Regions from separate parts of the Mus musculus genome. Here regions 1, 2, 3, 4, 5 and 7 are each linked to region 6. The links are chromatin contacts, called in public Hi-C, HiCAR-type and promoter capture Hi-C maps. All regions are on one chromosome and are shown on one strand. Each heading gives the region's core, a stretch centred on a gene start, on an enhancer-like site or on the middle of the called end of the contact. The rest is flanking DNA. Distances are from core to core; before and after follow the strand shown.

Region 1 (2,700 bases), core at 76-2,575, 1.5 Mb before region 6:
AACCCTGTCTCAAATCCCCCCCCCCAAAAAAAAAGCCCACAGGCACAACAGATTGCTTAGGTAGATCTGCGTGTGTGTCCCCTCTCTACTCTATACAAAACTCTGGTAATTAGTTCGTGGGAGACTATAAACCCCAAGCAGGCTTATAACTGCTGTGTTCACGGGCAAACTCAAAAGGGACATAAGTGCCTTCCTAGATCTGACCAAATCTCGAGAATGAACAGATTGTGAGTTCCATGACAGCAGAAAGCAGTATATAAGAAGGTAGTTCTGGGAAAGGGCTGTGGTTGAGCCGTGGGGTAGAGAGAGGCCCAACTGAAGGGAGTGTGCTGGCTGCTGTCTTTTTCAGTGATTATAAATTAATAAGGTGGCTTCTCACACCAGTTGATCTTGTGCGCGGCTTTGACATGGATGCGCCTGCTCTTTGGAGACTGGATGTCAATAAACAAGCAAGTTTCCTGGCCGGAAAATGGTGAGAACTCGGGGCACAGAGTGGAATCCGGAGCCTGCCTCTCCAGACCAGGGCCTTTTGCAGAGCACCTGCGAAGCAACAGCAGTCCTCTGGCAATCAGTATTGTCTGGTTTGATAGAGGGTTGGCAGCTTGCTCAAGGTAAGCAAATGTGGCAGCCTGTTCCATTTGCTAGGCACCACTGCCAATCTGGAGCAATGAGTTTCACGTGGGTATGCATTTCCTTAAGTCATTCTCTCCATTTTGCAGAGGAGGAAACTGAGGCTCAACAAAGCATCTTTTGGCAGATACTGCAATCCAGGCACCTGAAGTAGGTAGGCTCTGTGGCACAACTAACCAGGTAGGGCTGATCAAATCAGTGGTGGAGAATTCGGGGAGAAAGGGCTCCCCAGCCTTGCAATTCCAAGGAGTGGGCCCCAGGCTTTACTCAGCTGTGCCCACAGTCTCTAGCGGCGCTACTGCAAAGGGAACGGAATTTGCTCTTGACGTCTCTCTAGGGGGAACGCAGGCGCAGAAGGCCAGGGGCCTGGCGGGCTAACTGCAGCCCCAGCCCCCCAAAGCGCCCCAGGCCTTTTGGCTTCGTTCCAAGCCTAGCCCGAAGGGGAGGACATCTGCTTCCTCCAAGTGTCCCAACTGAAGGGCAGAGAGGCGAAGGAGAAGGGGACTCCTTTGCCGAGCCCCACTCCCAGGGGTTCGTGAGGATCAATCATCAGAAAACTAGAGCCACTTGTAATCTTATTCCCTGGTAGGAGGAGTCTGAGTAGTCGGCACGCGGGAGGGAGGAGATGGGACCAGGGCGGGGGAGGGCGGCCAGGGGAGCCGCTCAGGGAGGGGAGGGACTTGGCTAGGTTTCTCAAGCCTTCTTCACTCTCCAAACTTTCACCAAACTCTTAGCCCCCGCCTCCCCGAAACCAAAACACAACAAGCTCTGGAGGAGCGGCAGGCAACGCGGCGGGGCGGGAGGACTGGCGGCTGCAGAGAGCCTCGGGAGGCTGATGCAACTTTCCCTTTAAGAAAGCCACCTGGGCGCACCGCGGTGCGGACCCAGCACGCCTGGGCCGGGGGCAGCAGTATGGTAAGAGAGCTGGGGGAAGGGGGCTTTGCGGCCCGAGCCTAGGTCTGTCCAGCCGTCGTTCTGGGCGTTTCTGTGACTCTGGGAGGCTGAGCCCCAGGATGTGTATGGATGTGTGTGTGGTGCGTGGATGAGATAGCGTTTGCTTGCGGGTATCTGTGGCTAAGAGTGTGAGTGCTCGCACTGGGATGTCTGTCTCGCCGCGAAGGTCTGGGTAGGTGCGTGTGTCTGTGTGTCATCGTTGTCACCAAGGAACTAAAGCAGACGGGAGGGAGGGTGATTTCGGAATGGAGGGGGTGCGTTGCGTGCCGACGCCGGCTCGGTCGGAGGTGGTTGGTACGGGGCTGTGCGCGCAGCGCCGGAACCGAAGAGCGTCTTCGGTCTTTCTGGGGCGCCAGTGGGTCTGCCGCGGCCGGGAGCCGGCAGCGGGGTCTGTGCCCCGCGTGCAGCCTCTCGCCCCACCTCCTCTCCCAGCCGTGCTGGCTATCTATCTGGGCGCCGCAGCCGGCGGCCTTCCTAATCTGCCCGCCCACTCGCCCGCCGGGTGCCGGTTCCCGCGCGCCCGCGGTTCCTGGGAAGCAGCGAGGAAGAACCCCAGCGCCCTCCGGTTCTCTTTTGTCCGCGGCTCGCGTGGCTGCAGCGTTGAGAAGGGATTGCGGGGCGGAGAGTGGTTTTGGGGGACTGCTACTCTGGGGGGAAAAAATCCACGCCCTGCCACTCGAGCCTTCACTCTAGCCTTCCTTCTGGGCATGCTTGCGGCGAGTGCGGGCGGCCACAGGTGAGGCCTGGTTTCCCGCAGCTCCCGAGCGCCTGCTCCCAGCCTGTACCCCGCAGCAGGCAGCCACACACGGGCCGGAGCTGAGGCCAGCGAGCCGGGAGGGGGCTTGCCCGCAGACCCGGGAGGGGCCGAGGACGGGCGGGGGCGGGGCAAGGGGGCGGAGACCTCGGCACCCGGGTACTTTTCCACCGCGGGGGGCGGGGCGGCATCCTCCACGCCAGCTGAGAGGCGCACACGTGGTGGCTGATGTAACGCCCGCCCCCCAACACACCTTGCACACTGATTAAAGCGAACCGGTCTCGTTTCGAGGAAGTGGGCACTCCGGGCGGTGCCATGACTCCAAAAGTGACCGCGCCCCACACTGCCAGCCCGTCCCGGGC
Region 2 (2,700 bases), core at 79-2,578, 1.5 Mb after region 6:
CGAAACAAGGTCTATTACTCCTGAGTTTGTCTCACCTGCCCTCTGAACTGAAAGTTAAGAGAGATCAATTTTAAGGGGGAAGTGGGGTAACTCAGTTGGTAGAATGTTTGTCTAGCAAGCACAAAGCTCTGATCCTATATTCTTCTTAGACCAGTGAAAATTTCATATATAACATCTCAAAACTAGCATGATCCCAAATCCTGTAACCCCCAACTTCCCAATTATGCAAATACATTCTACAGCTGACTTTCTGATTCTACTTAATGTAATGTTAAAATGGCATTCAGCCTCTAAAAGTTGATACACCTGTCCAGTGGGATCCGGCTGTTTACCTGTTTCCCACTCTCCATTTCAGAACCCAGAATGGAGTCTGGAGTTCTACACTAATCCTCCGGGTTTCAAAACCCAAATTCTTACAGCAGGCTCCCTAATCCGATTCTGTCCTTCTGGTCCTCACTCCCACTACTTCCATACCATGCACTCAGACTTCTACTCAGGGTCATTCCCAAGCTGGATCAATTTCCAAGTCTAGCACCCCTAGGTCTCGAAGACACTTCTGTTCCGTGTTTACAAAGCAGGGGCTTGCACACCCCATCTTGTAGTTGACCGTGCCTCTGGTATTAGTAGTGACCCCTCCCCGTTGCAGGCCACACGCCAGGCTACCACTCTCTTTCTCCTCTGGGCCTCCGGCTCCGTCCCGGAGACTCCCCGCCACGCTGGCATTAGAGGGACCGTCGCCCTGCCGCCAGAGCCTGAGCAGCTAGCATCCCGACAGCCGCCAATTCCTTCATCACCCCCCAGGCCGGAGCCGGCGTGACCAATAAGGTGCCAGGTCCGCGGCCTCCCCGCCGCCGACCAATCACGAGCGAGCCCCCCCGCCGTCGCCTTCCGCCAATGGGAGAAAGCCCGCGGGCCCAGGCGCACGGACCCCGCGAGCGCAGCCGCGACGACAGCGGCGGGCCCGGCGAACACATAACATGGCGGCGGCAGAGCCGACCGAAGTGCAGCGGCGGCCGCAGAGGGAAGGGAGCTCTCCGCCATTGGCGGGAAGCACCGCCCTCACTGCCGGCCGCCCCCTCTCTCTCTCCCCTCCTCACCCAAGCTTTCATACACTCACAGGCCTCTACTCCGGCGTCCAGCGAAGAAAGCAGCCGCCCCCGCGCTGCTGCGCCGTCGGGCAATGCAGAGGCCCGGGCGCGGCGGAGGGGAGGGGGAAGCGTGCGTCACGAAAAACCGGAGCGCGTGCGGAGCGGGGGCGCAAACAAGATGGCGGCCGCGCCGTTTGTACCGTCTCCCCTGCCCCTCCCCCCACTCCGCGCCTCGACTCCCAGCAACGCGTAGTGCGCAGCGGCTGAGGTGCCTGAAGTCTCGCGAGAATTGTCTTGCCTGGCCAAGCGGGATAGTGAGAGCGGAGACTTTTGGGGCCCCGCCCCTTCCCAGGGGCGCGGGAGGCGTTTCTCGGTGACCTCCGAGGACGTTCTATATCCTTGAAGCTCTCAGCTAGGATGCGCTCGCTTCTGGGTTTTAGGAAATAGTTTTCCGTGTTTTGTTCTTCAAGGAAATGAATGGTAGGGAGAGAAGAACTTCGCGGGCATGGAAAATTTAAAAAGCCGCCTGGGGCTCAGCAAACCGGACGACCTGAATTCGATTCTTGGAACCCAGGATGGACCAGAAGAACAGAGTCCTGAAAGCTGAACTCTGATCATTAATGTGCGACGCGCGCGCGCACACACACACACACACACACACACACACACACACACACACACACACCAGTAAGTGAAGAAATAAAATTTCCAAACAACCAAAAAGGTGACATTTTAAAACGTTAAAATTGGCATAAAAAGGGCTGGAGAGATGGCTCAGTGGTTAAGAGCACTGACTGCTCTTCTGAAGGTCCTGAGTTCAAATCCCAGCAACCACATGGTGGCTTACAACCATCCGTAATGACATCTGATGCCCTCTGGTGTGTCAGAAGACAGCTACAGTGTACTTACATAAAATAATAAATATTTTTTTTAAAAATTGGCATAAAAAATTAAAGAGTTGGGAGGTGGCTCAGTAAAGTGCTTCCTACAAGCATTAAGACCTGCATTAGCCCCCCCAACACTCCATAAGCCACTAGCACAGTAGTCTCCCATACCTGAAAGGCTTGAAAAGAAACCTGCCAGCCTAGCTAAATAAGCAAGCTCCTGGTTCAGTGGGAGGCCCAGTCTATACAAATAGGTTGGGGCCAGCGCGGTAGAACTGAAATTCCAGCACCTGGGAAGACGGAAGCAAGAGGGTCTGTGAGTTCAACGCCAGCCTTGTCGAGTTCCAGGACTTCCAGAATTACGCAGGGAAATCCTGTGTCAAAAAATAGGGTGAAGTTTCCACTGAAGACATCTAGATGTTGCCTTCTATGGGCGAATGCATTCCATGCAAATACATTAACACAATATGTATGGCTTGGTGTGGTAATACATGCCTCTAATCTTGGCACTTTAGGCTGAATATGGAAGCCAACCATTTTGGGGAGGTGGGGGTGGGGATGGGGAAGTGTAGTATTTCACAAGGCCTGTCTATAACTGGTTGTCCGGTGCTCATTATGTAGTCCACACTGACCTTAAACTCAGCTAAATCTTCCTTACTTAGCCTCGGGGTCCTGGGATTACAGACATAAACTACCATGCCCAGCACACACACACACACACACACACA
Region 3 (2,700 bases), core at 5-2,504, 1.7 Mb after region 6:
AGGTGTAATCACCAGGGAAATAACGAATTGGGGGAATTCCTTGCTTCCTTTTCTCCCTGCTTGAACGGGTCCTGCACTACAGTCCAGGTCTGCTAGTTTCGCTCACCACACACGCATGAGGCCTCCACAACCCAGGCTAGACTACCTAGAAATCCGCACTGTGTCACTGCATAAGGTAGCTGTTTCTCAGTGCACACGACCTGGGTGAAGAAAGCCACCTAAGCACTCGGTCTGAGCTCAACAAGGTGGTAAAATGACAGGAGCTGCTAACGACATAGCAGACAGCAAGGAATGCCACCTTTAAATATCATTTCGACAGTTTTTCTCTTAGTCATCTCACCTTCCTCCTCGTCACCCCCACCGCCACCCCCACCACACTGCAGCTCACCCACAGCTTTGCCAAGTAAAAGGCTGCCAGCTCTGCATGACAGCGAGCCCAGAAGCCATTCAGAGTCTGCAACATAGACAGTCTCACCTGAACACACCGGGCAACCCCACCCCCCACTATATCATCCCCACTTCGCTGACACACACACACACACACACACACACACACACACACACACTCGCCCACACCAAACCCCAAGTCCCAAGCCCGAGGAAACCCAGCAAGCTCATGAGCGAGGGTGGCTCGCGTGGTCATACGAAGAGGACTCGCCCTGAGCTCCAGAACCCCCTCCCCACTCAGGCCATCGCAGCTCATCGCCACGCCGCCGCCCCGCAGCTGGCCCCCCGCCGGCGCCCCGGATGCGTTACCTTTGGACTGGCAGTCAGCACAGAACTTGTTATCTTCCTCCAGCAGCAGGTTGGCCAGGACCGCCTGGTACCGATCCACGTCCTTCACCGACTTGCCTGTCATGGCCAGGGTGCCGGCGGGGGCAGAGGGCGACGCGCCCCCTGCACCCCCCAAGAACCCCTGCCTCTGTCCGGGGCTGAGGCCTTGGGGTCCCCGCCCAGGCGGTCCTCTCGCCCGGCCCGGAGCAGCCCCGGGGTCAGAGCCGTCAGCGCCCCCGCCCCGCAGCCCCTCAGCCCCTCAGCGCGGCGCCCCCTGGCGGGCTTCGGGCAAGGCAGGGACTCGCGGAGGCTGCGGGACCCCAGAAGTGGCCTAGGTGGAGCGAGCTCCCGGCTTCAGGCGTGCGGGACGCACACTTGACCCCGAGTGTTGAGGGTCTGCCCGCTGTGCTTCCCGCCTCGGTTTCCCTGGCAGCTGCGACCAGCTCAGCCGCCACCTCCACCGCCTACTTCCGGCAGCTCTTCCTCTCCTCCTCCACCCAGCCCAACCCGCGCATGCGCCCCGCCCACCGCGCTGCACTGGGCTCTCCCCTTGGCTCCGCCTCCTAGGAACCAATCCGGGAAGAGCCGGGGGCGGGGCTTAGGTGGAAGCGGCGGGAGGGAGGACACGCCCCCTGCGTGCCCTTGGAAAAGAATGAATGAAGCCGGGTGGAGAGGGAGGAGAGTGAAGAGAATAAAGTGAAGGGAACGACCAACATTTACAGAGCTCATACTGTGTGCCATGTACTGCTCTAAGCGCTTTCTATCAATTATCACAGTATGCTCTTCACAGCAACCTTTATAAGATGTGTGTTTATTATCCTTATATAATACAAGGGTTGTGGCTATCCCAGACTCCTTTAGGTTAGTCTTTCCTTCAAGAGACAAAAGGACTCACCCTCTGACCCGAGTTAAAGAGACATTACACCCTCCCTCGTGATCACTTCTAACTTGGAATGCCTCCTGCCGCTGATATACATTAGTCTTCTCTGTGACTACTGCCCTTTTTGAGCATCGCTCTGACTAGTGTCTAGGCAGAACTTTTCTTTCCTTTAAAAAAAATTTTTTTTTGAACAGGTTCTTCCTAAGTAGCCCTTGGTGGCCTGGAACTTTATATTGTAGATTAGGATAGCCTCGAACTAACAGAGAACTGCCTCCAAAGTGCTGGGATTAAAGGTATGTGCCACCATACCTAGCCTCCTTTACTTGCGTGTGTGTGCATGCGTGCGTGTGTGAGTGCGTACGTGTGCGTGTGCGTGTGCGTGCGTGCGTGCGTGCGTGCGTGCGTGCGTGTGTGTGTGTGTGTGTGTGTGTGTGTGTGTGTGTGTAGGTGTCCAAGGAGGCCAGAAGAGGGCATTGCAGTACCTGAAGCTGGAGTTTCAGCTGATGGATGAGGGTGTGTGATGTGGGTGTTGGGGAAGGAACCAGGGTCCTATGAGAGATTACCAAACTCTCTCACCTGCTGAGCCATCTCTCAGGTTGTTTGGGGGAGAGCCAGTTATAGGGTAACATGGAATAAGCAGCTACTTAAAAATGGTTATTAGGTATTATTTTCCAAAGCCTCTCTTGTTACAAATAGTGTCTTGAACCCACGGCCATCTTCCTGTGTATGCATTCCGTCCCTTCACTCATCAAATTCTTAAAAGAGACTGAGAAAAAACAGGATGTGCTAAAGGGGAAGAGAACGCTACTTCCTGATATTTGCTCTTAAGGGATTCTTCTGAAGGCTAGAGTAATAGACCAGGGAGGCCAGCAAGACAAAGTGTTTATTTGCCTCTAAGACAGCAGTCTTGTTCATCTCTACTTTCTCCCAAGACCAGGCTCCCCTCAAAATGTTTATATTATATATTTATTTATTATATATTGTAATATATAATATTTATATATTATAAAGGGAAATTAAAATATTTGTTACATTATTAATCAGAA
Region 4 (2,700 bases), core at 4-2,503, 1.4 Mb after region 6:
TCTCCCCTCTACACCAGCTAGATAAACCAAAGTTCCAGGAAGGCCAGAGGCTGCTGCAGGGGGGAGGGGAGCCTGAGGAGGGGAAAGCCAACATGTGTAAGTCAGGCTCCAGGAAACCGTCCCCGGCATGCCTGTGGCTCAAAGAGCTTGTTGCATATAGGAATGACTATTTGCATACAGCCTCTGCACAGCCTCATTTTCCTTTGGTGCCTTAGTCTTCTTATCTGCAAAATAGGGCTAAAAATTCATACCCTACCCCAGAAAGGCACTTGTAGAATGTAGAGCACTCTAAAGCTCCAAGTTAGGATTATTGTGATTCAAAGAAGCTTTGGAAATCCCCCATTGGGTGATCATTAGAGCCAGCCTTATAGCCAACCTTTCACTAGATTAAAGAACATTTAATACATATGTATGTGCCAGGCACTATGGAGGGCTCTATACACACACACACACACACACACACACACACACACACACACACAGAGCCTCAGCTAACTTTCACCATAGGCGCTTGTGGTCTCTGCTACTCTGGCCAGCATCCTACGGAGGAGAAAGCCGCAGTTTGGTGAATGAGCTGCAATTCACGCCATCATTTGCTCATTCATTCCACTTTTACAGAAAGCCAGCTCTGAACCAGGCTGCGGGCCAAATGCTGAGGGTAAGAAGATGAACAAGTCCTTCAGGAGACATGCCCATAAATTACTTTAATAACAACTCAGGACAAGCTTCAACAGACAGCACAGTGTGAACCAGAGAGAAGGAGCAATTGGCTCCCTGGGGATTGTAGGAACAGAGAGCTGACCTCTTCAAAGGACATTGCACTTCGCTGAAGTGCAATACAAAGTTCCGGGTTTGAATCTTAAAGGCTTTATTTACTGTGTGTTTCCAGGAAATCTCTCCTGCCTCTGAGGCTCAGTCCGAAAAAATAGTAAATTGAGTGACGCCAAGATCCTGAAACTACAGGAACTGGCCCTCTCACCTCATCTGGCAAATTCAAGCTACTCCCATACCCCCTCTTAACCAGTACCTCGAAGGCCTGACCAAGCCCCAGAAAAATGTCAACCACCCAGCCCTACCAAAGTGCCTGCATCCTGGGACGCCCTTGCAGGCCCAAAGGGCGGAGCTCTGGTAGGGGGCGGGACCAATACCTTCTTGGACAGGTTCACGACCCGCCCAGAAGGGATTCATCCAGCCAATGACAGAGAGTGGGCGTGGCGTTCCCGCCTCTTGGTATAAAAAATCTCCGGACTTCAAGGCACTGCGCGAAAGCCTGGGAACCCTTGGGCTGTCTGTTTCTTTTGCGGCCTGCAACTACTGCTGTGGGCAGCGCAGAAGAGAGGAGATCCGGGAGACCCGGGTGAGACAGTGAACGAATCCGATTTATTCTTCCTCTGCCTGGTTGAGTTGCAGGGACTGCACAGTGCCCGGGTCTCCCGCCCAAGAGGAGCCGCTGGCCGAGACCCGGGGCGTGCCCTGACTGTCCGCCAGCTGCTATGGCCGACCACCTGATGCTCGCCGAGGGCTACTGCCTGCTACAGGTGCCGCCGCACACCCACGGCCCGCACGCTCCCCGGACTCTGCAGCCATACGCAGGCCCGGGCATGGACAGCGGTCTGCGGCCGCGGGGGGCTCCGCTGGGACCGCCGCCGCCACCCGGGACCCTGGCATACGGCTCCTTCGGGTCGCCGGTCTCTTTCCAGCCCTTCCCCGTCTCGCAGTCGCCGGGCGCCGGTAGCACGCACCTGCAGTCTGCAGCCACACCGTCCCCGGGCCGCATCCCGGCGCCCCCGGCAGCCGCTGGAGGGCCCTCACCTCTGCAGCCGGCGCCCGGAGCCGCAGCCTCGTTGCCGCCGCCGCCGCCGCCACCCGCCCTGGGCTGCATGGACACCGAGCTCATCGACGAAGAGGCGCTGACGTCGCTGGAACTCGAGCTCGGGTTGCACCGCGTACGCGAGCTGCCGGAGCTCTTCCTCGGCCAGAGCGAGTTCGATTGCTTCTCAGACCTGGGGTCAGCGCCGGCCGCCGGCTCGGTGAGCTGTTGAGAGCCACCACCCAGAGACACGGGACCTTGCGCCCGGTGGCCCGGCTCCCACACACCCTCCGTGAGGGTGGAGGCGCCTGGTTTTCGTGCCGAGACGGCTCCAGCCGAGAACACCTGCCTTGCCTCCAGGCTCTGCCTCCTGCCAGATGACAGTTGGGTCTCGCTTCTCATACCCAAGCCTCAGCGGTCTAATGGAGGGAACTGAACCAGCCTTCGGATTCCACGTTCTTGGATTCTGTGCCCTCTTTCCGCCGCCTTGCCCCAATCTGAGCCATTACAGGCCTCTGCCTGACCTTCCTTCTCGAGCAGCCTACTAACCGGATTGGGTCTAGGGAGCCATCTCTCCGTACCCCCTACCTTCCCTGGGCCCCTGGCCCGGGGGAGGGAAGGATTTTACACCTAACCCCTGCAGAGTGGAGCCATGCTCCCGCTGGCCTCTAAAACCAAAATAAAACTGGGTTGCTTTACAATTTTGAGTTTCCATTTCCTTTTCATCCCCACCCTCAAGTACCTGTAACTTGCAAAAAGTCTGAGGCTGTTAGAGTCCCAAAGTGAAACTGAGGCTCGCAACCTCAACAGCCCAAAGGACAAGAGACCTGATAGTTTCTTTTGAAAATGTCTTGAGAGTTGTGCAATTGTCATGACATAACCTGAGGGGT
Region 5 (2,700 bases), core at 93-2,592, 1.4 Mb before region 6:
CAGATCTTGGTACTTTGGGAGCAGGAGCATGGCCAAAGGCTCTGAAAGAGGTGCATCAGAGTTGAAGTCTGGCAAAGTAAGAGATGTCTCATCCCCAGATGCCTCAATGTGACCCTAAAGGACAAGCCAGGCCAACTGAGGCCAAGAGCTCTAGGTAAGTGTGCTTAAATAGGAGGAATTAAGGCATGAAGCTGTGGACCCACCCTTCTTTCCCTCACAGGTATAATTTCTCACCTAGGGCATGGGCACAAGCTGGCTCACTCAGCAGTACCACCGGGGCTGTCGGATCTGGGTTCTGGGCTTCAAAGGCCTTTGCACAGAGCTCTAAAGCAACGGGTCGCTGACCAAGGACAAAGGTGATGGGCAGCTGCGAGGCTGGGGGGCTTAAGCAGGCAGGACCGAAGTGCACAAGGGCTTGAGCTCCAGCCTGCTCGGCGCCCAGCACATCCACACAGCAGCTGCAGGGGAGAGAGCATTGGTGAGAGGTGTTCCCTACCTGGAGAGAAGAGTTGTCATCAATGGGAAATGTGGCCAGTGGAGAAAATGGCACCAAGCTAGGAATTCACTGTGACTGAGGGAAGCTGGCATCAGGAGCTTCTCATCGTGCAAACACGGTCACTGGAGGCAGACACTGTGGGCTGGGAAACCCCATACCTGCCATAAGCTGTGTCCCCTAAAATGAACATCTTAGCTCCTGTGACTTCCTCCAGCCGGGCAGCCACCGCTCCCGCATCTCCTAGTAACTGGTCAGGGAACTGCAAAGTCACCTGTAAATACAAGCCACAAGTCAGCGACAACCTCACTCCTCCACCAACAGCCTCTGCAAAAAAACAAAAAACAAACAAAAAAACAAACAAACAAACAAAAAAACCCACTAAACATCCCAAGCCCCTACTTCTAAGGAGGCAGCCAGCCCCACAGAGTTGTGGGTAATCCGTGCGATACGGGCGGATCCCGACCCAAAGTCCCAATCTCCGCAACCCATACCCAGAGGAGAGCCCGCGCCCCGCGCCCCCTTTTCGCGCCCCCTTCTCTGAACCAGACCTCACCCGCTGACAACCTAAATCGCAGACAAATTTCGTAACTCGCTCCAGCTCATACACGCGGTCCAGGTCTTCAGGAGGAGTGAACTGTCCTGGAACGCCCGCCTCCCGTTGCAGGGCTGCCTCCGCAGGGCTGCTGAACGTAGACTCCATTGGGCGCAGCTTGGGTGGGGTGAGATGCAGCTGCACCCTCAAAAGTCCTCGAGGTCACAGCAGCTCTGTTTGTGGATCCGGACCAACCTGTCCTCGGGTCCTAGGATCCAAACCGTACGCTTCCAAATTCCCGGCTCTCCACTACACATGGACCTACGGAGATTACTTCCGGGTTCAAGGACTTCCCACAGAGAACCAATCACTAGCCTCTCACTCAGGACCAATCGGAAGTGCCGCAAAGCCTTGTGGGTGTTGTGGTTCCACTGGCTAAAGCTTCTTCCCGGATACCCTAAGGCCAGCCTGCCGGTGCCCTCTAATTTCTAAGTCACTAATTCAGTGTGAGCAGGCGCTATCTGCTGATCATATTTAAACGCGCGCGCGTGTGCACGTATATACATACAGTGAGAGCAAGGGTCCTTATACAGCTCAGTTCTTCAGGGTTGGCTGCAAGCTCCCTAATCCACCAAGCCATCTTCACAGCCCCCAGAATCTGAAACAGGGTCTTGCTGTGTGACCGAGCTGGATCTCCCAGTACTGCATAATTTCCAACTCAGTGCCCACAGCTTGGGTTTGAATATTTGTGAGCAGGTACTTACTGCCAGACATCGTAAAATGTCTCTATGTCCTTTACTTTGCCTGCTAGAGAATTGTCCCACAACCTGTTGTCCTCACGGTCTGTCAACCAAACACTGACCCTTGCTAAGTTCACCAGTTCATCATTAGAAGCAAGAATTATCCCATATAGATAAGAAAAACAAAACCATGTCTGCTGGTTCTAGAAACTGGGCTTTAGAGCCCGAATTTATTCTCTCGCCCCACCTCCTTGGGACTGAACCTGGGGCCTCGTGCATGGAAAGCAACGACTCTCTGGCTGAGCTACATCCCACATTCTCCCACACGACTTCTTATCATAAGGAGGGATGGGAGAGGAAGACTCTCTTCACGTGATGCCGTAGGGAAAAAGGACTGAAAACATGTGGCGCATCTCTGCATCCTCCAGGAGAGCTGAGAAATCAGGACTGTGGGAATGGGACTAACGGGGCTGGAGAAATGTTTCAGTGGCTAAGAGCACTTGCTGTGCTTGCAGTGGGTTCAGTTACCACCACCCACATGGTGGCTTATAACTATGTGCAACTCCAGTTCTAGGAGGTCCCTTTCCTTTTTTTTTGTTTTGTTTTTTTTTCGAGACAGGGTTTCTCTGTATAGCCCTGGCTATCCTGGAAGTCACTTTGTAGACCAGGCTGGCCTCAAACTCAGAAATCCGCCTGTCTCTGCCTCCCAAGTGCTGGGATTAAAGGCGTGCGCCACTACGCCCAGCTTTTTTTTTTTTTTTTTTTTTTTTTTTGTCCCTTTTCTAATACCTGCAGGCAACTACACTCAGGTGGTGCGCAGATATAAACTCAGCCATACACACATACACATTTTTTTTTAATTGGGACTGAGGAGCGGGATAAATAATGAAGTGGAAGACACTGATGCTACTAGCTGGCTGAGGAAGACACTG
Region 6 (2,700 bases), core at 121-2,620:
CCCTGACAAGGAAGTAAGAGAAATAAAAAATGAGGAAGAACCATTTCCTTTCAGATACGTTACTCGTCGTTTGGACAAATAAGAAGAGCCCTCTTTGGCTACAGAAGGTCTATAGGAAAAATGTGCTCGAGGTACTAAATGGACTGAATATTCGAGTAGTCTAAACAAAGGCAACATAACCTTACAGTACAGATAACATCTCAGGCAACTGACATGTCAAATCCCGTTCCCCGAGAGGTTAACAAGGTGAAAGATCACCTGTATGTTAATTAGCGGGTCACATTCTTACATAGCAATTTCAAAGCAGAAAGGGATGTCAAGGTTAAAAGCGTGCTTAGCCTGGAGTTGCCTCAGTTTGATGCAAGGTAACTGTTAAGGCATGGCTCATGCGACGCGCCTGCCTTGACCTGCTTTGTGCCAAAGCTTTTTGAGGCTAGCTCAAGATCGGTACTTAACAGCAACACAAAGCGAGTCTACAGACCCGCTAATCCCGTCACCCAAGGAAGAAACACAGGGTCCCAATCCCCCACCCTGTCATGCCCGCGGTGGCTCTGGCCCATGCAGGAGGCGGACGCGAGCTTTCCACCCCGGCATCTCACCTGTTGATGAAACCGTATCCGTTCCTTACATTGAACCATTTGACTGTTCCCAAAACCTTCGTTGCTGGAAAACAAAGCACAACAACGTCCAATCACCGGCTGGCCCTGGAAGTCGGTCCAGGATCTAGCCGCAGGCCCGGGCCGCCGCCCTCGCCGCACACGTGGGTGCGCCGGGTAGCGCGGGTCCGAGGTGGGTGTGCGCCCGGGAGGCGAGCACGTGAGGGCCGGGGAAGCAGCCCGCGCTCCTCCGGCTGCGTAGGCGGCGGGGCGGGGACCCCAGCACGAGGCCCCGGGGCGGGTGGGCGCGGGGGAGGGGCGGCGGCGGCCGGAGCAGCGGCGGGATCCCGGTGTGCGCGCGCCGCGGGCCTCGGGGGGGAGGGGCGGCCGCGTAGTCCGTGGCTCGGGCCGCGTCGCCTAACGGTCCGGCCCGCGGCCCCATCCCCGGTCCCTTCTGGCGCTCACCGATGACCTTCTTGTCCCCGCCGGCGGGCGCCGCCGATGTGAGGCCACCCGGGCCGCCACTACCCGCGCCGCTGCCCGTGGAGCCGGGCTTGGTGTCGGCGGCGCTGAGGGCGGCGGCGGGGGCGGCGGGCGGCTGCTGGGTCTCGGCCTCGCTGCTCATGGTTGCGGTGATGGTGACTGGGGCCGGCGGCGACGGCTGCGGCTCCTCCCGGGTGTGATGGTGACTAGGCCGGCGGCGGCGGTGGGGCTCTCAGGGCTCTCTGGGGTCCGCTCTCCGCTCCCGCTACCGATCGAACTAGCGAGAATGGCGGGACGGGCGGGATAAGCCCCGCGATAGACCCGCCCTCGTCCTCCCCCATTGGTCCGCATCGTTGTCCATCTCACCACCTGACCGGGTCTCTAGCGCCTATTGGCTCACGCTCCGCGGCTCCTGCGCTCTCATTGGTATCTTTAGCGACTAATTCGCCCGACCCACAGCTTCTCAGGCCTCCGCCGCCATAGAGACCGGAACTAGAATGAGAGCCTCGGCCGTGAGCACCATAGAGTACCGGGAGGACGCGCAGAGGGAACGTTCCCAGATGGGGCTGCGCTCGTCGCGCACGTGGGCCGCGATCGCCGGGCCTACTCCGGCCTCCTAGAAGGGGCTCCTTCCCACGGCTGGGTGAACGCCGGGGCCTCCTTAATGGGTCAGGCTTTTGGTGATCCAGTCACCTTGGAGGGACCACGCAGGCGCTGGAGCTGCCACGACTCAGCGTGTTCAGGGCGGGGGTGATCGTTTCCCCCGGCGTCCGAGGAAATGTATTTCATACTGGCCACAAATCAGATTTAATTTCGCCTCACATTTATTGGATGTTAGGGTTTTTGACTTTATAAACTAAGCACTGTAGACAAGGATTGCTATCCTTGTTTTTATACACTGTAAAACACACGCTGCCTTCTTTCTGAAGCCCTCCGCCTACCTTCATTCATTCTTTATTACGCATCTACTATTGACTGGGGATTGAAGTAGTTTGCCAGTTAGTTTCTGCTTTCTGATGGTGGAATTTTAAACGCCCACCACTTCTTGGTTGGGTGAGCACAGCGTTTGGGGAGTGGGAGCAGGAAGAGTTGGGTGGTGACATTTCAGGCAAAGGTAGGTTTGTGCAAAGGCCTAGAAAAGATAGGGTCTCACGGAGACTGCAAATAAAGGAAACCAATCGAAGTAGGAATCAGAGGTGGGCAGAGGTGTTTTTAACCTGAGATTCTTCCCCTGATCACCGGTGAGCAGTGTAGCTTTCGCGGTGTAAGTAAGGAGTAGCATCGTTAAAGAAAGAAAAGGCTGCTGCTTGGAGAAGGGGCTGCAGAGAGAGAAGGGATGGGAGTGGGGGAAACAAGAGGACCTGAGATGGCTCTGTGTGTAAAGGCACTTGGCCAAACCTGAGTTCTTGCCTTCAGCTCCACATAATGGAAAGAGAAAGATAGCCTCTTCCTGTAAGCTGTAGCTTGACCTCCCCACGAGCACTGTGGCATACTCCTAGCTCCCAGTAAATAAAAGCATGAACTAGAAATACAAAAAGAACGCTAAATCCGACGGGCTGTGGTGGCGCTCGCCTTTAATTCCAGCACTTGGCAGGCAGAGGCAGGCGGATTTCTGAGTTCG
Region 7 (2,700 bases), core at 122-2,621, 1.6 Mb after region 6:
CACCACTGCCTGGCAGACTTTTGACTTCTTTTTTTTTTTATTTTTTTTTTTTATTTTTAAAGATTTATTTATTTATTTATTATATATAAGTACACTGTAGCTGTCTTCAGACACACCAGAAGAGGGCATCAGATCTCATTACAGATGGTTGTGAGCCACCATGTGGTTGCTGGGATTTGAACTCCGGACCTCTAAAAGAGCAGTCAGTGCTCTTAACCTCTGAGCCATCTCTCCAGCCCCCTTGACTTCTTAAAGATATAGAAATATCTACTAATATTCATATTAAATATTTTATATATGAATATATGTTTTAAAAGTTTTAAAACAGATAAAGCTGAAAATTATTAGGTGAAAAATTAAATGAGATAGATGTTCAGAAAATACCAGATCGGCATCAAGAGTCTAGGGATCCTGAAGATACAGATTTTGAATCTAATCTTGAAACGTCCAGTAGAATTTGCTGGTATGCTATTTGTTTGTTTGTTTCTTTCTTTCTTTATTTTCTGGTTTTTCGAGACAGGGTTTCTCTGTGTAGCCCTGGCTGTCCTGGAACTCACTCTAGACCAGGCTGGCCTCGAACTCAGAAATCCGCCTGCCTCTGCCTCCTGAGTGCTGGGATTAAAGGCGTGCACCACCACGCCCGGTTCTGCTATTTGTTTCTTGAATAATCTTGGGCACATTTCAAAAATTCTCTGATGAGACTGGCACATCTTTAAAATGTATACTGGTAAGCTAATCCTTCAATGCCCACAGAGCTAAAACAGTACAGATATTAACTAACACACAATAAATGTGGCTTTCCTTCCAAAGGCATTGATGGGTCTACTATGTATCTATTTGCTCTGAAAAGTTCAGGAGAGAGGCAACTCGTACTCACCTGGGCCTTAGTTGATTTCCCTCCTCACAGGGAAGAGCATGTATTAAAACGAGGGGAGATGGGGAGGCACCTTGCTATGATGGAATGTGGACTTCTGTTCTCTTCACCTGACCACTCCTTCACATTATGGTGTTTCCACTTGAGTCACACTGCTAGGGCAGCTGCGTGTCATAAATCCTCCTAACACTGGCCTCTCCAAGGGTAAGGTCTCCAGGCGGTAAGTTCTGCTCTCCAGGTTCCCAGCCGCAGCCTGAGGTCGGAGGCCCTGCCTTGCTGATGGCTTCCGGCTGCCTGCTGCTGCCTTCATCCTCTGCGTCCTGACTCGTTACAGGCCTTCCACGCAGGCAGGCGTGTGCTTTCCACTCAGCCCCCAGCCCCAGTCCCCCTGGTGTGCCCAAGCGCAAAGACTCAATCGCGGGCCCAAAATGCACAGAACAAAAACCCGAATGAGGGGCGTGCCTGAAAGGGGCAGCCCCTTAGCTCTTCACCCCTGTCCCAGAATTCCCGGCGGCGGTTGGAGGCCCGCCCCTTTTCATGTCACACCCCTCCCCACCCACCAGGCCCCTGGTTCTCGCGACACTGGGGCTGAGTGGGCGTCTGCAGTCCGCTGTATTTCCTTATCCACCAGTGCCTAGTGCAGGCTGTTACCGTCTCGTTCTCTTACGCCCGCCCGGTGAGAGGACGGTCATGGTGGTCGTCTCGCTGTCCCCAGTGCAGCTGGCCTCTGACACCCTTGGAGCCCGAATCCGGATCTTAGCACCTGACATCAGCTTTCCCAGCTTAGTGAACAATCATGAACTCAAGCTTCAAAGACGCTGGCAGTTGTCAGTGTCTTATTTTATTTTATTTATTTCTTATCCTTTTTATTGGCCTCCAATTTGGGTTACTCCTGCCTCTGCTTTTTCGGTGCTGGAATTACAAGCCATTGTGCCCTTATGCCCAGATTCTTTTTAAAGATTAAAAAAAATGTTTTGTTTTTTCCTTTATGTGTATGAATGTTTTCCCTGCATGCATGTCTGTGGTTCATATCTTCTTGGTGCCCTCGGGAGCCAGAAGAGGGCCTCAGAGTTACAGAAGGGTTGAGTCACATGGGCACAGAGAAACAAACTAAGGTCCTCTGTAAGAGCAGCTAGTGCTCTTAACCTCTGAGCCTTTGAAAAATACTTCCCAGCATCTATGGTGACCCACACCAAAAATCTCAGCGCTGGGACTCTAGACTTGAGTCTAAAGTCCAGAAGGATAAAGCCTAGCTGTTAGGTTCATTTAGTTAATTCAGTCACCAGTTTAAGGGGTTCACCAGAATCAGGGTTTTATAAAGTGTATTGTATCAGGGGGAGGATGAACAGATTCCAAACAAGGAACTTGCGTAGGAAAAAAAAAAAAAAAAAAAAGAGGAAATTTCCAAATGTGGAGTAAAACCCATGAAATACTATCTTCAATCACAGTGGGAGCAAAGATAAAAGAGAAGCACTTGTGCCCCTCCCTTTGGCAGTATGGAAGCAGTAGAACCCCCCCCCCCACCCCCCCACCCCCCCCCCCCCCCCCGCCACCCACCATTCAGAGGAGAACTTACCTCCCAGGAAGAGACTTCATAGGATCCTTACAGCTTGTCAGACCACTCTGCAGAAGACACAAGCTGAGACAACTGTGGACAGGACTGTTCCTTGATCTGCTTAGTTGTACATCCCTCTTGCTTTGTTTAAACCTAAACCACATGTCAGAACCCCAAAGACAGTCTTGGAAATCATTAGGCCTCTGTGTTTGTTCCTCTTTCCAAAGTGACCTCATCGAATAAATCCCCTTTCTTTCATTAAGGGCATATT

Evidence for each region. Promoter capture Hi-C pulls out the DNA fragments that hold promoters and counts their contacts. A called contact is a pair of places that touch in the nucleus more often than the background predicts. HiCAR-type assays count read pairs that join an accessible place to other places. Capture Hi-C pulls out chosen DNA fragments and counts their contacts.
Region 1: a Hi-C map of B cells shows a contact between it and region 6, with 5 read pairs. The contact joins the promoter of Slc6a9 here to the promoter of Ybx1 in region 6. A contact is called at or near these places in 1 of 39 promoter capture datasets (hippocampal neurons), 1 of 484 Hi-C or Micro-C datasets (B cells) and 1 of 115 datasets of contacts at active chromatin or transcription factors (embryonic stem cells).
Region 2: a promoter capture Hi-C map of adipose tissue shows a contact between it and region 6, with 3 times the contacts expected there. The contact joins the promoter of Nfyc here to the promoter of Ybx1 in region 6. A contact is called at or near these places in 7 of 39 promoter capture datasets (the 3T3-L1 cell line, 3T3-L1-derived adipocytes, cranial neural crest and 3 more), 2 of 115 datasets of contacts at active chromatin or transcription factors (astrocytes and microglia) and 1 of 9 other capture datasets (adipose tissue).
Region 3: a Hi-C map of B cells shows a contact between it and region 6, with 7 read pairs. The contact joins the promoter of Smap2 here to the promoter of Ybx1 in region 6. A contact is called at or near these places in 1 of 39 promoter capture datasets (pre-B cells) and 1 of 484 Hi-C or Micro-C datasets (B cells).
Region 4: a contact with region 6 is called in a promoter capture Hi-C map of hippocampal neurons, with 2.2 times the contacts expected there. The contact joins the promoter of Cited4 here to the promoter of Ybx1 in region 6. A contact is called at or near these places in 2 of 39 promoter capture datasets (cranial neural crest and hippocampal neurons) and 1 of 115 datasets of contacts at active chromatin or transcription factors (astrocytes).
Region 5: a contact with region 6 is called in a HiCAR-type map of astrocytes, with 2.1 times the contacts expected there. The contact joins the promoter of Dph2 here to the promoter of Ybx1 in region 6. A contact is called at or near these places in 2 of 39 promoter capture datasets (hippocampal neurons and pre-B cells) and 1 of 115 datasets of contacts at active chromatin or transcription factors (astrocytes).
Region 7: a promoter capture Hi-C map of pre-B cells shows a contact between it and region 6, with 4 times the contacts expected there. The contact joins the promoter of Exo5 here to the promoter of Ybx1 in region 6. A contact is called at or near these places in 4 of 39 promoter capture datasets (cranial neural crest, liver and pre-B cells), 2 of 115 datasets of contacts at active chromatin or transcription factors (astrocytes and large pre-B cells) and 1 of 9 other capture datasets (liver).

What each region holds. Positions count from the first base shown.
Region 1 is chr4:117,833,933-117,836,632 of GRCm38.p6, forward strand. Slc6a9 (solute carrier family 6 (neurotransmitter transporter, glycine), member 9) reads left to right here and starts at 1,326. Exons shown (of 14, transcript NM_008135.4): 1 at 1,326-1,545.
Region 2 is chr4:120,824,413-120,827,112 of GRCm38.p6, forward strand. It overlaps Nfyc (nuclear transcription factor-Y gamma), which reads right to left and starts at 1,329. Exons shown (of 10, transcript NM_008692.4): 1 at 1,118-1,329.
Region 3 is chr4:121,015,993-121,018,692 of GRCm38.p6, forward strand. It overlaps Smap2 (small ArfGAP 2), which reads right to left and starts at 1,255. Exons shown (of 10, transcript NM_133716.3): 1 at 757-1,255. The coding sequence starts at 859.
Region 4 is chr4:120,665,310-120,668,009 of GRCm38.p6, forward strand. Cited4 (Cbp/p300-interacting transactivator, with Glu/Asp-rich carboxy-terminal domain, 4) reads left to right here and starts at 1,254. Exons shown (of 1, transcript NM_019563.2): 1 at 1,254-2,511. The coding sequence starts at 1,494. The coding sequence ends at 2,042.
Region 5 is chr4:117,890,661-117,893,360 of GRCm38.p6, forward strand. Dph2 (DPH2 homolog) reads right to left here and starts at 1,343. Exons shown (of 6, transcript NM_026344.3): 1 at 1,050-1,343; 2 at 655-767; 3 at 235-458; 4 at 1-41. The coding sequence starts at 1,196. It also overlaps a transcript of Ipo13 not described here.
Region 6 is chr4:119,293,143-119,295,842 of GRCm38.p6, forward strand. It overlaps Ybx1 (Y box protein 1), which reads right to left and starts at 1,371. Exons shown (of 8, transcript NM_011732.2): 1 at 1,062-1,371; 2 at 600-663. The coding sequence starts at 1,221.
Region 7 is chr4:120,923,634-120,926,333 of GRCm38.p6, forward strand. Exo5 (exonuclease 5) reads right to left here and starts at 1,372. Exons shown (of 2, transcript NM_028457.2): 1 at 878-1,372.